2 separate regions of the Ovis aries genome follow, and region 1 is linked to region 2. A link is a contact called in public Hi-C data. All regions are on one chromosome and are shown on one strand. Each heading gives the region's core, a stretch centred on a gene start, on an enhancer-like site or on the middle of the called end of the contact. The rest is flanking DNA. Distances are from core to core; before and after follow the strand shown. Region 1 has its middle 8.2 kb from the start of MORN3. Region 2 holds the start of RHOF (ras homolog family member F, filopodia associated).

Region 1 (6,258 bases), core at 1,449-3,948, 71 kb before region 2:
CAAAAGGTTGTTTCCATCGATATGAGGTGTCCAGGATAGGCAAAACTATAAGACAGAAAGAATTTAGATTACTGGTTACTTGGGGAAGGGGAGGATGGGAAGATAGGGAGGTGATAGCTAAAGGGCAAGGTTTTTGCTTTTTTGTGGTGATAAAAATACTCTAAAACTTACTGTGATAATGGATGTATAACTCTGTGAATATACTGAGAACCATCAAATCGCACGTTTTAAGTGGGTGAATTGTACAGTGTGTGCATTCTCTCTCAATAAAGATGTTTTAAACATCTCCAGTGCAGAATGAGCGCCCTCTAGGGGCTCTCAGATGTCCAGAGCAAGTCACAGGCCTTTTTTTTTTTTTGACTTCTACTAAATTAAAAATCAGAGAAATACCTAAAGAGGGTAACACAAAATGCAGAAATGTTGTTTAAATTTTTACTGAAGTATAAGTCTATAGAAAAAATGGAAATATCATCAGTGTATAGCCTGATAGACTTTTGCAAATTGAACACACCATTCTTGTTACCACTGATCCTCTGGGACTGTCTCTCTTGGAAACAATGCCAAAAGTCTAAATCCGAGTCCCTTGATATATAGGATGCCATTTTTTTTTTAACTTTTGAGAGTTTATGGCAACTTAATTAGTGGTAAACCATATGGTTTTAAAAAACAATATGTGGCTGCATTTAAATTCACATAAAAATAGCATTTTTAAAACCATAATGAAATTTAATCCCTTTTACACAGGTTAACAAAACGTATTACAAGAGAAACTAAACATTGTATTTAACAAGAGCAATACTTTTGAAAGTGGAACAATGAAAAAAATTCAAATATTTTACAAATGTTCACCTCTGGGTCCATTTATCACAGTAGGGGAACAAAGCTGTTAAAATACAGATGTGCTCAACTAGGCCACTTATCTGCACTATAGTAGTACTGGAAATCAATCCTAAGGTCACGACAGAAGACCATAAAAGACCCTAAATGTTTTACGGCCTCCTCAGTAAGAGATGTTTTCCTTCCCCAAATAATATGAGGTCACTTTTGAGTGACTCTGCCGGACAGCTCTTTTATTCTCCTTTCTCTCCTTCTTTCTTAATCTCTAGAGTTATGCCATCAAAGAACTTTATTTTATTTTGGCCACGCCCCACCATGCGGGTTCTTAGTTCCCCATCCAGGGATAAAACCTATGCCGCCTCCTGCATTGGAAATGCAGAGTCAATCACTGAACCACCAGAGAAGTCCCAAAGAATTTTATAAAAAGAAAAATTCTTCAGTTGTACTAGACACATTCCAAGTATCCAGTAAGTACATGTGGCAACTGGCTACCCCAGGGGACAGTGTAGATACAGGACATTTCCTTTACCAGAGAAAGGTCTGAACAGTGCTGTGTGCAGGGATGAGCTCTCATCTCTCGCTCTGCCCCCTCCTTGAAAAATTTCTTTTTACTGACCACAGCTCCCTATCCCTCTTTTTTTTTTTTTTTTTTTCAGTTGGTCAGCAAAATGCTCTGTCAGAACTTAACATAATGTCTGCAAGGATAAGCCAGTGGAAATTATGGTGTTTGAAAATACTTGTTAGGCAAAGAAATACAGCTAATAAATCATCCCAAGGAAAAATCCGCAACCTCCCTAGCAATTAAAGAAATGAATGTTAAAATAAGCCTGCCATACCATTACATACTGTCTAGACTAGAAAAATGTGTAAAAAATGATGGACTGTGATATTGATAACATTGTGGGGGAAAAGACTCCTTACCTACTGCTAACCATCCTGGTAATTAGTTAAATCCTCTTGAAGAACCATCTGGAACCATGTTACAGAAACTATAAAACTATTTTCTGGCTTAATTCCACTTGACTACTATTTATGTAATAGCTGGTATGAGCCACAGTACTTGGTACTTTGTTGAGTTTTTTTTTTTTTTTTTTACTTTATTTTACTTTACAATACTGTATTGGTTTTGCCATACATTGACATGAATCCACCATGGGTGTACATGCGTTCCCAAACATGAACCCCCCCTCCCACCTCCCTCCCCATTTTGTTGAGTTTTTAAAAAATGTACTCGTGTTTTCACAACCATCCTATGAGGTAGGTAGCTTTAACCTCACTTTTTAAAATCTGCAAATGCTTAAGTTCACAAAAGTTAAGGATGATACCCAGACAGAGTAAAAGAGCAAATAAGTGGCTGAGCCAAGATTCAATCTTAGATCTTTTGACCTAAGACCTGCCCAGAACACCACATTGCCTCCCATTTCTGAAAATTGCCTCCAAGGGAATGGCATTACCAAAAACATACATAATGATGTAATTTTTACAAGTATTCCAAAGGAAAAATTGGAAAATGCACACAGAAGAAAATGTAAGTTGGGCCCAGCACACAGAAGGCTCTCAATAAATGACTGATTAATTTAGGTAACTCGTTTCTCCTGGTATTGGCAGGACGATTCTTTACCACTGAGCCATCAGGAAAGCCCACCTAAACGCTTAATTTAAAAAAAAGCAATGCGGTGAAAAAGAGCTCTAGCCCTTTAAAAGTCAGAGGCGGGTACAAAGAAGAGAAAGGAGGCGGGTTAAGGAGCTGACAAGAGAAGCTCCTTGCCTTATTTAAATAAGCATGCGTAAAGGCTCCCTAGTACCTTGCCGCGTCCCAGCACTCGGTGCGCGTGCGCTGCCTGAACCTTGAGGAGGCTCTCGGCTCCTCCTGCCTACTTAGGTGGGCGGAGACAGTCGCGTGAGTTCCGCGGACCTATATTCTCCCGCCCAATTAAGCAGGCCCGCCCCCACCCTTGCACATGCGTATACTTCAGCACTAGACCCGGAGGTCGGTGAAAAGGTCCAAGAGTTGCGCCTGCGCTGTGTACGCCTCTGCCGGAAGTGGGCGGGATCGTGTTCCGAAGCCTGAACGGAGGTGGGAGAAAGCGACAAAGATGAGCGTGTTTGAATGGAAAGCTGAATTTAGGGGATGTCCCAAATGCTCGGCTGCAGAAATGTAAAGGCCAGAATGTGATCACAGGGAACTTAATAATTTTCGATGTTTAAAAAGTTTTATTATTTTTTGCATGTATATTTAAGAAAAGTTTTAGAGGGAAAGAGGATTTTCCCTGTTTTCTTTTTCCCCAAGAATTTTTTCTCAGCCCCGCCGCGGGGCTTGCGGGATCTTCCTCCACCAGGGATCAAACCCAGGTACCCTGCAGTGGAAACAGGAAGTTCTAACCACTGGACCGCCAGGGAATCTTCCCACCCCACCCCACCCCACCCTTCCCCACCCGCGATCAGTTCTTATATTCTGAAAGACTTAAGGACTCACTAAGGACACATTTGCAGGACTTCCCTGGTGGACCAATGGCTAAGATTTCACACTCTCAGTGCAAGAGCCCCAGGTTCGACCTCTAGTCGGAGAACTAGAGCCTACATACCACAACTAAGACCAGGCGCAGCCAAATAAATTTAAAAAAGAAAAAAAGTCACATTTTAGTGCCTCCTGTGTGCCCAGGTTGAAAATGAGTGTTTAAAAAATGAAGAGCACTTATTCTCACCCACTTAGAGTTCCTAGTCAGGAATCCCAATCAGGAAATTAATTGTCAGGAAGATACGCTGAATAGAAACCAGGAAAGAAGAAACAAATCTGCATAGAAGTAAGTGTGCTTTTGTGTCAGAAAAGTTATAAATGCTTTGGAAGTCCCCAGTGTCAGTTCATCAGCTTGATTCCATAGATGTTTGTGGAAAACGTGTTATCTTTTTTATATATACGTTGTGGTGGATCCTGGAGATTAAAAGGTGAATATAATTCAGCCCCTGTCCTTGATGAATTCACACTCGGAAAGACCAGGTGGGGTTAAGCTATAGAAATAGCCTAGGCAAAATCTTGGCGGTAAGCATGACAGTGTAAATGATTCCAGACACTGTCTTGACTAAAGTAGAAGGGAGGAAATGACATGGGAGGTTGTGTCCTTTGAACAGAGTAAGGTAGATTGGGAGTGACGAGGTCTGGATGCCAAGGCCAGGGAGGTTGGACCCAAATCCAGTGGCCAGGAACCACTGTGTTTTCCTGAATTTGCTCTGTAGGCGTGGGATGAGGCAGAAGGTGACTTTTTTTTTAAATTAAACTTAACTATAATTTTTTTTTCATTTTTTAATCTTCTGGCTGAGCCAAGCCATGTGAGATCTTAGTTCCCTGATCAGGGATCCAGCCCTCGACCCTGGAAGCGTAGAGTCTTAACCACTGGACCACCAGGGATATCTAGAAGATGACTTTTAGACCACAGCAATTGACTGAACAGGGAGAATTATTTGGGACCCCATGGACTGTAGCCCACCAGGCTCCTCTGTCTATAGCATTCTCCAGGCAAGAATACTGGAGTGGGTTGCCGTTTCTTTCTCCAGGGGAATCTTCCTGACCGGGATTGAACCCAAATCTCCTTTGTCTCCTGCATTGCAGGCAGATTCTTTACCGCTGAGCCATTGGGGAGACCCTGTCCACAAGCCAGGGAACACTACAGATGCAGGCAGGGACTTCCCTCGTAGTCCAGTAGCTAAGACTTGGAGCTCCTCATCCGGGTTTGATCACCGGTCAGGGAGCTAGATCTGCATATCGCAACTAAGATTTCACATGCAGTAAAAGGTCCTGATGGAATCAGATGCAGAGTGTTGCAACTAAGACCTGGCACAACAACAACAACAAAAAAAGACAAACCAGCAGAAGGTGGGATAAGGTCATGGGACAGACCTTCCCTCAGAGCCTCCAGGAGGAACCAGCCCTGCTGACACCTTGACTTCAAACATCTCGCCTTCAAAACTGTGAGACTATCAACTTCTGTCAGATAAGCTACCTCGGTTGGTGGTTACTTTGTGATGGCAGCAGCCCTAGCAAATGAATACAGTTCCCAGGAGGTCCTTAATAAATACTCGTTGAATAAATGAATGGCTGAATAAAGGAAAATTTATATCATTCCTGGGCTCTTCAAAAGATGACAAAAGAGGTATCAAGAGAATAACTTTATCCAGCCTTTCAAGTCCGGTGAATGGTTGAAAACCAGTCCCTTGCCCCAACCTACTTCATTTTCTGTGGTGATATTTTCATTGTGTTTGATTGATACTGTCTTTGTCCTGAGCCTCAGACAAGTCCTGGGCCGTGATAATAGGGACAGGTAGAATGGGGGCTGTGGTTCCCTGGTTGACATACTACTGGTTGCTACTGAAATTCAACACCCTGCCACCCCCTGCTTTCCTCCTTGATGGCAGATCTCCAAGTATGTTAGCTTCTCTTTTGTCTAGGGAAAGTGAACCCTCTTCCCCAGAGCCAGGGAGTGAATTGGGCAAACCTTTTCTGTAAAGCTAGTTAATATTTTTTGGCTTTGGAGTCCAAACATCCTACAGATACATATATATATATATGTAATGTATATCTGTATATATATGTATGTATACATATATGTGGGGGCTTCCCTGGTGGCTGAGATGGTAAAAAAATCTGCCTGCAACTCAGGAGACCCAGGTTAGATCCATGGGTTGCGGAAATTCCCTGGAGAAGGGAATGGCAACCCATTCCAATATTCTTGCCTGGAGAATTCCATGAACAGAGGAGCCTGGTGGGCTATAGCCTATCAGATTGCAAAGAGTCAGACACAACTAAGTGACTAACACCACGTTCATACATATATACAGTATACATATATATATGCAGTATACATATATACTGCACTTTTTAAAAACATAAGCTCAGTTAATTTACTTTTGGCTGCGCCATGCAGCATGCGGGATCTTAGTTTCCTGACCAGGAATGAAATCTGAGCCCCCTGGCAATGGAAGCATGGAGTCTTAACCACTGGACTGCCAGGGAATTCCCTTATTCAAGTGCTTTATAAACCTTTAATCATGTTGATCAAAATAAGCTACATGATCCAATCCCAAATGAAGAAGTAGGACGTATGCTTTGCCTACGGAGTATGCAGTGCTCAGCGGATCTAGTTACAGTGAGTTCTTTACAACAAAATTTTCTCTCCAACGTGCACTCTCAGATTCCCATGCTAAGGTGTGATGAAAAGAAATAACCTGAGCTACAGCCCCTGCACTGGAGTTTACTGGACGCTCCGAACAGCTATAACTCTGGCTCTCAGTTGCCTCATCTCTAAAATACACAGTTAAGAGCACCTACCTCTCAGGATTTTATAAGGATTACTTGAAATACTGTTTGTGAAAGCGTAACTGCTATCACAGGTAACAACTGTTCCCATGGAAGGTGTGTGGAAGATG
Region 2 (7,051 bases), core at 3,182-5,681:
ACAACTAAGAGTTCTCACGCTACAACTAAGACCCAGCACAGCTACATAAATTTGAGAAACAAACAAAAGGCCCCGAGTTATGTGCAAAAGGATGCATTTGCTTCTGGCAAGAAAAGGTTTTCTGGGCCACGGTGCCCCTTGAAGCTGCCTATCTTCCTGAAGCTGGTGTGCTGTGGGGCAGAGGAAGTGAGGCGAAACTCTTGCCTCACGCAGGGCATTTCCTTTGTGGGAAGCTCGGCCGTGGCAGGTATTGTGTCGGGGGGCATGGTCTCTAAGGTCTGGTGCTGCATTGAGGAGAGGGTGTCCTTGGAGCCACAGCAGTCCCCAAATGTGCCAGAGGATACCGACTGGGCAAATAATTCCCAGCTCTGGCCAGGGTGTTGGTCAGGGTAGGGGTGCAGGCAGTGTGAGAAGCGGAAGCTGCCAGAAGAGGAACCCACTTCTGTATTAGCGCTGCTGGGGCCTCCCCAACCTGTGTTTCCTCCCCCGGAGAAAGGAGCGGCTGGTGCTCGGGTGGCCTGGGCCTGGAACTCAGACCACGCTGCTCTGACTGATCTGCAGGGTCAGCTCCCCCGCCTCTGGGGCTCCTGGCTCTGAGACACCCGAGTGGTCTGTGATTCCTGTCTTAGCAACTTGCTTTGCCCCCCACTTGTCCTACCGTTCCTGACTCAGGTTGGGAAGGGGCCTGCAGCTCTCCACCTCCCAGGGCAACTCCACCCTGCCCCACCCCTGGGCCCCACCCCAAAGCCCAGATAACTCTGTCTCTGGCTGGTGTCTTAACATCCCACCTCGCCCCACATCTCCCCTCTCTCTGCCCAGGAAACTTCAGACTTCACCGCAGTTTCCGGCCTCTGAGGCGGCAGATGAGCAGCTAAAGCAATGAGTGCTTACAGCTCCTGCCCCCTTCACCTCTGAGCACAGAGAGCTCCGTCCCCCTCACTACTTCTCTACAGCGGTGTCTGTAACTGCTTCCACCGGATAGAGACAAGCAACCAGACTGTCCTCCCACGCAGACCCCTGTGGGCAGGGTCCTGGGTGTGGAGAAATTTTGCCTCCCAGGGGCCACCCCATCCCACAGCTCTGGGTACCACTGGTTGGTTGGAAAGATGCTTTCTCCTGTCCTCCACCCCTCACCTTGGGGTCTGGCCCATCAGGTTCTAGAACCTTCTACAACAACCTTTACAGGACTCATCTCCACCTTGGCCACTCCCTTCACCCTCTCAGTCTCTATCTTCCTCTAGTTGGTCACCTGGCCATCTTTTCTGCCACTTTCTCCTGATATCTGTTGACCCCAAAGGCAGAGACCAATCTCACCATCTTTATCACAAAGGACCTTCTCCAGAGATCTCTATGTACCCAGGATTCTTCTTCACTTATTCATTCCACAAACCTTGCTCTGGGACAAGTGCTGTGCTGGGCACTGGCATGTGGAAGAGGAATGACCCAGCCTTTCCTTCACGCTCCTCTAGATAACGGGGCTTTCCAAGACACAGCAGGACACTCTTGAGGGAGTAGCCACATCTCTCCCCACCAGAATCCCTCTCCTGAGCTGTCCCACTGATTGTAAGGCCAGCCTACTTCCCCAGAACACTAATGAGAGGTTCAAAGCCCAGGTCTGCTTTTCTGCTGCCTGGAACAGTCCTGCTGGGAAAGCATGAGTCGGGGCTGGCACAGAGCTCTGCAGGCCACTGGTTCAAAAGAACAGGCTTGGGGTCGGGCCTGGGCCTGAATGGCAGGAGGATAAAAAACTCCCAATAACACTCAGTGAGCTCTTTGGAAGAGGCAGACCCTGTGCTAAGCACTGTACCTCACATGACATTGTCATCATCCTCACAGCTATTTTAGCCCTGTTTACAGAGGAGGAAGGGGCTTCCCAGGTGGTGCAGTGGTAAAGATTCACCCGCCAATGCAGAAGACGCAAAGACATGTTCGATCCTGTGTTAAGAAGATCCCCTGGAGAAGGGTATGGCAACGCACTCCAGTATTCTTGCCTGGGAAATCCCATGAATAGAGGAGCCTGGCGGGCTACAGACCATGGGGTCGCAAAGAGTCAGACACAACTGAGCACGCACACACACACAGAGGAGGAAACTGAGGCTCAGGTGTCCCCAGGGACATACAGCCATGAGAGCTGGCATCAAAGCCCAGGTCGGACTCCAGAGCATACGGCTGGAAGCTGTGGGCAGGTCACCACTGCCCTGGGTGGTCACTGCTTCTGACGATTGAGAAGACGCTCTCCCCACCCTTCCGGCACGAGCTCTTAGTGAAAACCCTGCCTTACACCAAGCAGAAGCTTGCCAGAACCTCTTCATGACAATGTACTCTGATAAGTCTTTGAGCATCTTCTTCCGGGTTAAGGGAGAAAGACCAGAAGTGGTCCCAGCACTGGGTCTGCTGGGGGAGGCTGTGGTGAACAGGGAGCCCCAGGGATCTAAGTGGAGAAGGCCTGAGGGGAGAGGAAGGAGGAGCTGGTTCATTCCTTGCTCTGACCCTCCCTGCCCCACTAGCCCTCCACCCAGAGCGGAGTTAATGAACCTCCCCCTACCTGGGTCCCTGTGAAACTGAAAGCGCCCCAGACACACCACTGCTCTTGGGGCCACGCCTTTGGGAATTACTCAGCCACCTTTGGCTTTGCCAGTTCAAGGGGCTGGCCCTGTTCTGGGGGCGGCCCTACACGGTGTTCATCCAACAAGAGAGGTTCCTTAGGGGCCACTCGAGGGGGGACACACCCACAAAGTCAGGAATACAGAAGGACCTGGGTCTGGGAGAGCCCCTTTCCCGAACCTTTCCAGGGTGGAATGACAGATGCTACTGGTTGCCTTATGGAGAGGCGCACAGTGGGGTGGGGGATTTTGGTCTCATCCAAGGGCAGTTGGAAGACTTCACTTTATACAGACAAGGCTTGGCTGACAGGGCACCTGACGACATGGTTCCACACAAGTCATTAAACCATCACAGAGGCTGGGTGAGGCCCCAACTGGGGATCCTAACCTTTGCTCCCCAATGTTGATTCAGCCCAGAGGGGAGTCGGGGCATGAGGTAAGCTCCTCGAGGGTACCAGCAGCAGCAGTGTTACTGGAATCTTCCCATTGGCTGTGCTCCTCCCACCATCCCCCAACAATAGGGACGCTGAAGACTGTGAGGGGATCTGCACCAATACACTTGTCTTGGGAGCTGCAGGTGGCAGAAAGAACCTTATTTGGACCTACATCTCCTAGAGCTCTGCTCCTTCTTCAGCGCCAAGAAGAAACAGAAGTGTAGCCACAGAGTCCGAGAACCACAGGCTCAGAATGACAGACCACAGAATTCCAGAGCCAGGCCCCACAGTCCATGGAATCCCAGAAACAGGGGACTCGGAATTTATAGCTACAGGGCCCTAGAGTCTCAGGACTGTCAGCCACAGAACCCTGGCATGACAGGCTCTGATCTGAAGCCCAGAGTATTCTACAAAATAGGACCCAGAAATGCAGCCTACGAATCCTTAGCAGCAGGGGACTCAGATCAGCAGCCCACGGAATCTTAAGAGACCACAGCATGTAACACACGACATCCTGGAATCTTGGTAAACAGAAACAAAACCCACGGTTTTCTAGAACCACAGGAGAGGAACGACGCTGTGAGCCTTCAGAACATCAGCACTAGGAGGGCAGCGCAGAAGCTCACCTCTTCCAAACACCCTCCTTTTACAGATGGGGTGACTCTGTCCGGCTTCCAGCACCACCCAGCCAGGCGGTGGTGAACGGGTTCCCAGCCAGCTCCTCTCGAGGAGTGACGGGATGTCGGGGTCCGGAGAGGCAGGAAGGCGGGCGGGATGGCCCAGCGCGGGGATTCCCCTCAGGGGGAAACCCTGCAGGCGGACCCTAGGACCCTCTCCGCCCAGACGCACTCACCGGCGGTGTCGTAGAGGTTCAGGGTCACCTCCTTGCTGCCCACGGTCACGCTGGCTGTGTACTTCTCGAACACGGATGGGGCGTAGTGCTGTCGGAGAAGGGGTCATGTCGGTTTTTAAGGGGTGCAGCGGGTGCCCAGATTCCAGCTGGACCCCCACCCCTACCTTCCATCTTCAGCCGATCTCGCTCAGCCCCACACCCCTACTCTGCTGGGCTCTGGAATTCCCGAGGGGGCGCCCCTGGGTGACGGCCGCCTCTTCGTAATCAGGATGCCAGGGACCTGGGGTCCGGGCTCGGGGCGCAGGCTGAGGTCCTCCCGTCGCCCCTCGTGGTCCCAAGTCCTTCCCCCAATCCCGCCCCCAGCCTACCTGCCTGCAGCCCCCCCGGCGAGCCTCACCTCGGGGAAAGAGCCCTGGCTGTACACCATGAGCAGCGAAGTCTTGCCGCAGCCGCCGTCGCCTACGATCACAATCTTCAGCTCCTTCCGGCCGGAGCCCGGGGCGGCGGTTGCGGCCGGGGCCGGGGCCCCAGCAGCGTCCATAGCCAAGAGCCGGCAGCACTGGCAGCCGCTCCGGGGGTAGAGCGCCGGGGTTGAGTGATCGGAGGCGGGGTGGGAACTGACCCAGGGGCGGGGCTAAGAGAAGCCCCGCCCTCGGCACCTCCTCCGCCAGGCAGCCAACCGGACTGACTTGTCTCATTCCCAGGGAAACTGAGGCAACTGAGAAATGGAGAGCTCGGCGGCAGTGGCAGCTCCCATCTCCCCTGCGCATCACTGTGCGCCCCTCACCGGCAAGATCCGATCGTTTCCGCCTCTTCCCGCCCGGCATCCTTGATTGGCAGGCTGTCTTCGGGCAGAGAGCCTTTGATTGGCCGATTTGACCTCCCCATTGGATCGCATCCTTTTGATTGGCAGGATGTCCCCAACATGCCGGTTTGAAGAGCCTTGGTCTCAATCGCTAGGAAAAAGCCCCCACCTGCGCCTCGCCCCAGTTATATGGCCTTGGGGAAGTCCGCTCTGACTGCAATTTCCCCCAGAAGGTAGCATCGGCGGTGCCCAAGATCCTAGCATGAGGGTCAAGTCGGCCCACCTGATCGATCTGGGAGTCTGGGAGTCCGTGTGCGGGCTGGGGAATAGCAGTCCTGCTTACCTATCACCCCACCTCCCAAAGGTGGAGGTCTGGCGCCCTCTGCCGGGCGATGGCATCGGCGCGGCGACTTTGGGAACAAGTGAACAGACCCAGAACAATGTCCGCGTGGCCCCAAACCACGCGGGCGGGAGCCTCTTTCTAGCAAGGCCCAGAGGCGTGAGCAGAGAAAGACTCCATCGAGGAGGGGACAGGAAAGGCCAGGGTAGATGTAGTTGCGACCAGCTGGGTCCCCTTTGGTCCACTTCAGACTGATTACCCCCACCTCCACCAAGACAATTTGTTTTTTTCCAGACAGCAGAAATACCTATCCTTCTCAAGCTGTTTCCCTGACCCTCCTACCCCATGACCACAATGGCTATTTGCTGAGCATTTACTCTGGATGAGTACTCTCAGGGAGGCTGGCTGAAACCACCCTGCCCCCATCCCTCCTTGCACTTTGGGCTGGGCTTTGCACAAATTAGGCCAGTGGTCCGGAGGTGCAGAGGGGTCCCGAGGAGACAGGCACCAGGGCATGGTTAGGTGAGAAAGCAGGGTCTTTCCCAGCTAGGATAGGATCTCTGATAATTTCCTCAGAGAAGGGCTGGCAGGACTCAGGATCTTCTTGCCCCCACCCCGAAGGCTCCCCATTTTCAAGCACTCAGCAAGGATCAGGTAAAGTTTATTTCCAGAGGAAGTTGCCAGCCTGGCAGTTCCATAAATGCCAGGTCAACGTTTTCAGCGGCTGCAAGGCATAATCTGACCACCAGATGGCAGCAGAGACTGCCCCTGGAAGCTTTCACAGAGCACAGACCTGGGGAAGAGAGAAGCCCAGCTCCAGGCTGTTAAGAGAGCCCTCAAGAACCCCTAGAAAAATTTACAGCGATTCATTCATTTTTTGCAGTACAAGTTTATTGAGAGGCAACTGTGTTCCTGCTTTTGAGGAATTCAGTCTTGGGGGAAGCAGTCTAAAGGAGTCTGCAAGATGTGAACTATTTAGACCAGAGCCCCTGTGGGATTCTCAGAGAGCTGGGTAGTTAGTACATGAACTAAGCTTGGCAGTGCTGGCAGGAAGGGCCAATGGAAGTAGGATGGGCGCCCAGCTTGAGTAAATGCATGGTGGCTGGAAAGCCCCATCAAGTTTGGCAATGGCTGGGGCGTGAGAGAGGCAAGATATGGCTGTCAAGGAAACCAAGGCATAGACCATGGAGGCCTGGCTGCCAGGCTCAAGACAGGAGTCAGACACAGGCTCTGAACAGAAGAGCCAAGCCAAAGCTCTCTCCGGTGACTGAGGAGGAGCTGTGATTGGCTGGTGAGGCCATGGCTGGGGCCATCTCTGCACAGGGGCAGCCTGGTGCTGGCAGGAGAAGAGGGGAAGAGCATCCCTCAGGGAGAGGCAGGATGGAAGACGGTTTTGAGAGAGAGGGGAGGACCACTTACCTTTGAGCCAACTGCAGGCTTGACCTTGTATCAGGGATCCTGAAGCTCAGGGAGTGACTGGGAGAGTAAGACTGCCTCATCTGGGAGGGTCATTGGGAGAATTTACTTAGAAGACTCATCCTACTCTGAGCAAACTGTGGTAACTGCTCCAGCCTGGAGGGGGAGTCCACTTGACTTTCCTCAAAGTCCTCAGACCTGAGTTTCTACCTTTTCTATGAAATGAATTTCAACTTACAACAAATGACATAACACAGAGCCAAGAGGAGGGAAAGTGGGTCTTCCCAGCCTGGCCTGGGCCCAGGCAAGACAGCTGACACTGGCTCCAGCCTGCCCACCCACCCTGCCTGGCCAAGAGGTTGGCGGAGCCCCAACCCCACCCTGCAGGGAGCGTGTTTGATTTGGACCTGGCTCCAGTGGTGGTGCAGGGGCTGGCTTTGTAGCTAAAAATACCCAGTGGCCAGGCCAGCTGCTCAGAGCTTCCTCAGAGGCACTGGGCCAGGGCAGGCCAGCTGAGGCACTGCAAACGCCCACAGGCCCACGGAGCCCTACTCCCTTACCTGCAAGACAATCTGAGGACCCAGGCCATTCTTCTCTTCA

The links. A called contact is a pair of places that touch in the nucleus more often than the background predicts.
Region 1: a Hi-C map of liver shows a contact between it and region 2, with 2.8 times the contacts expected there. The contact joins the enhancer-like site here to the promoter of RHOF in region 2. A contact is called at or near these places in 9 of 16 Hi-C or Micro-C datasets (blood, hypothalamus, liver and 3 more).

The regions. Positions count from the first base shown.
Region 1 is chr17:53,608,576-53,614,833 of ARS-UI_Ramb_v3.0, reverse strand. No RefSeq gene overlaps it. Among named protein-coding and RNA genes, the nearest start is that of MORN3, 8.2 kb to the left of the region's middle. Within about 2 kb of position 2,698, at least 39 of the 54 cell types and tissues checked have an H3K27ac peak or open chromatin away from gene starts, as enhancers often do. A contact at or near this core is called in liver and tail adipose tissue, where this site is marked.
Region 2 is chr17:53,538,261-53,545,311 of ARS-UI_Ramb_v3.0, reverse strand. RHOF (ras homolog family member F, filopodia associated) reads right to left here and starts at 4,431. Exons shown (of 5, transcript NM_001127285.1): 1 at 4,288-4,431; 2 at 3,891-3,978. The coding sequence starts at 4,431.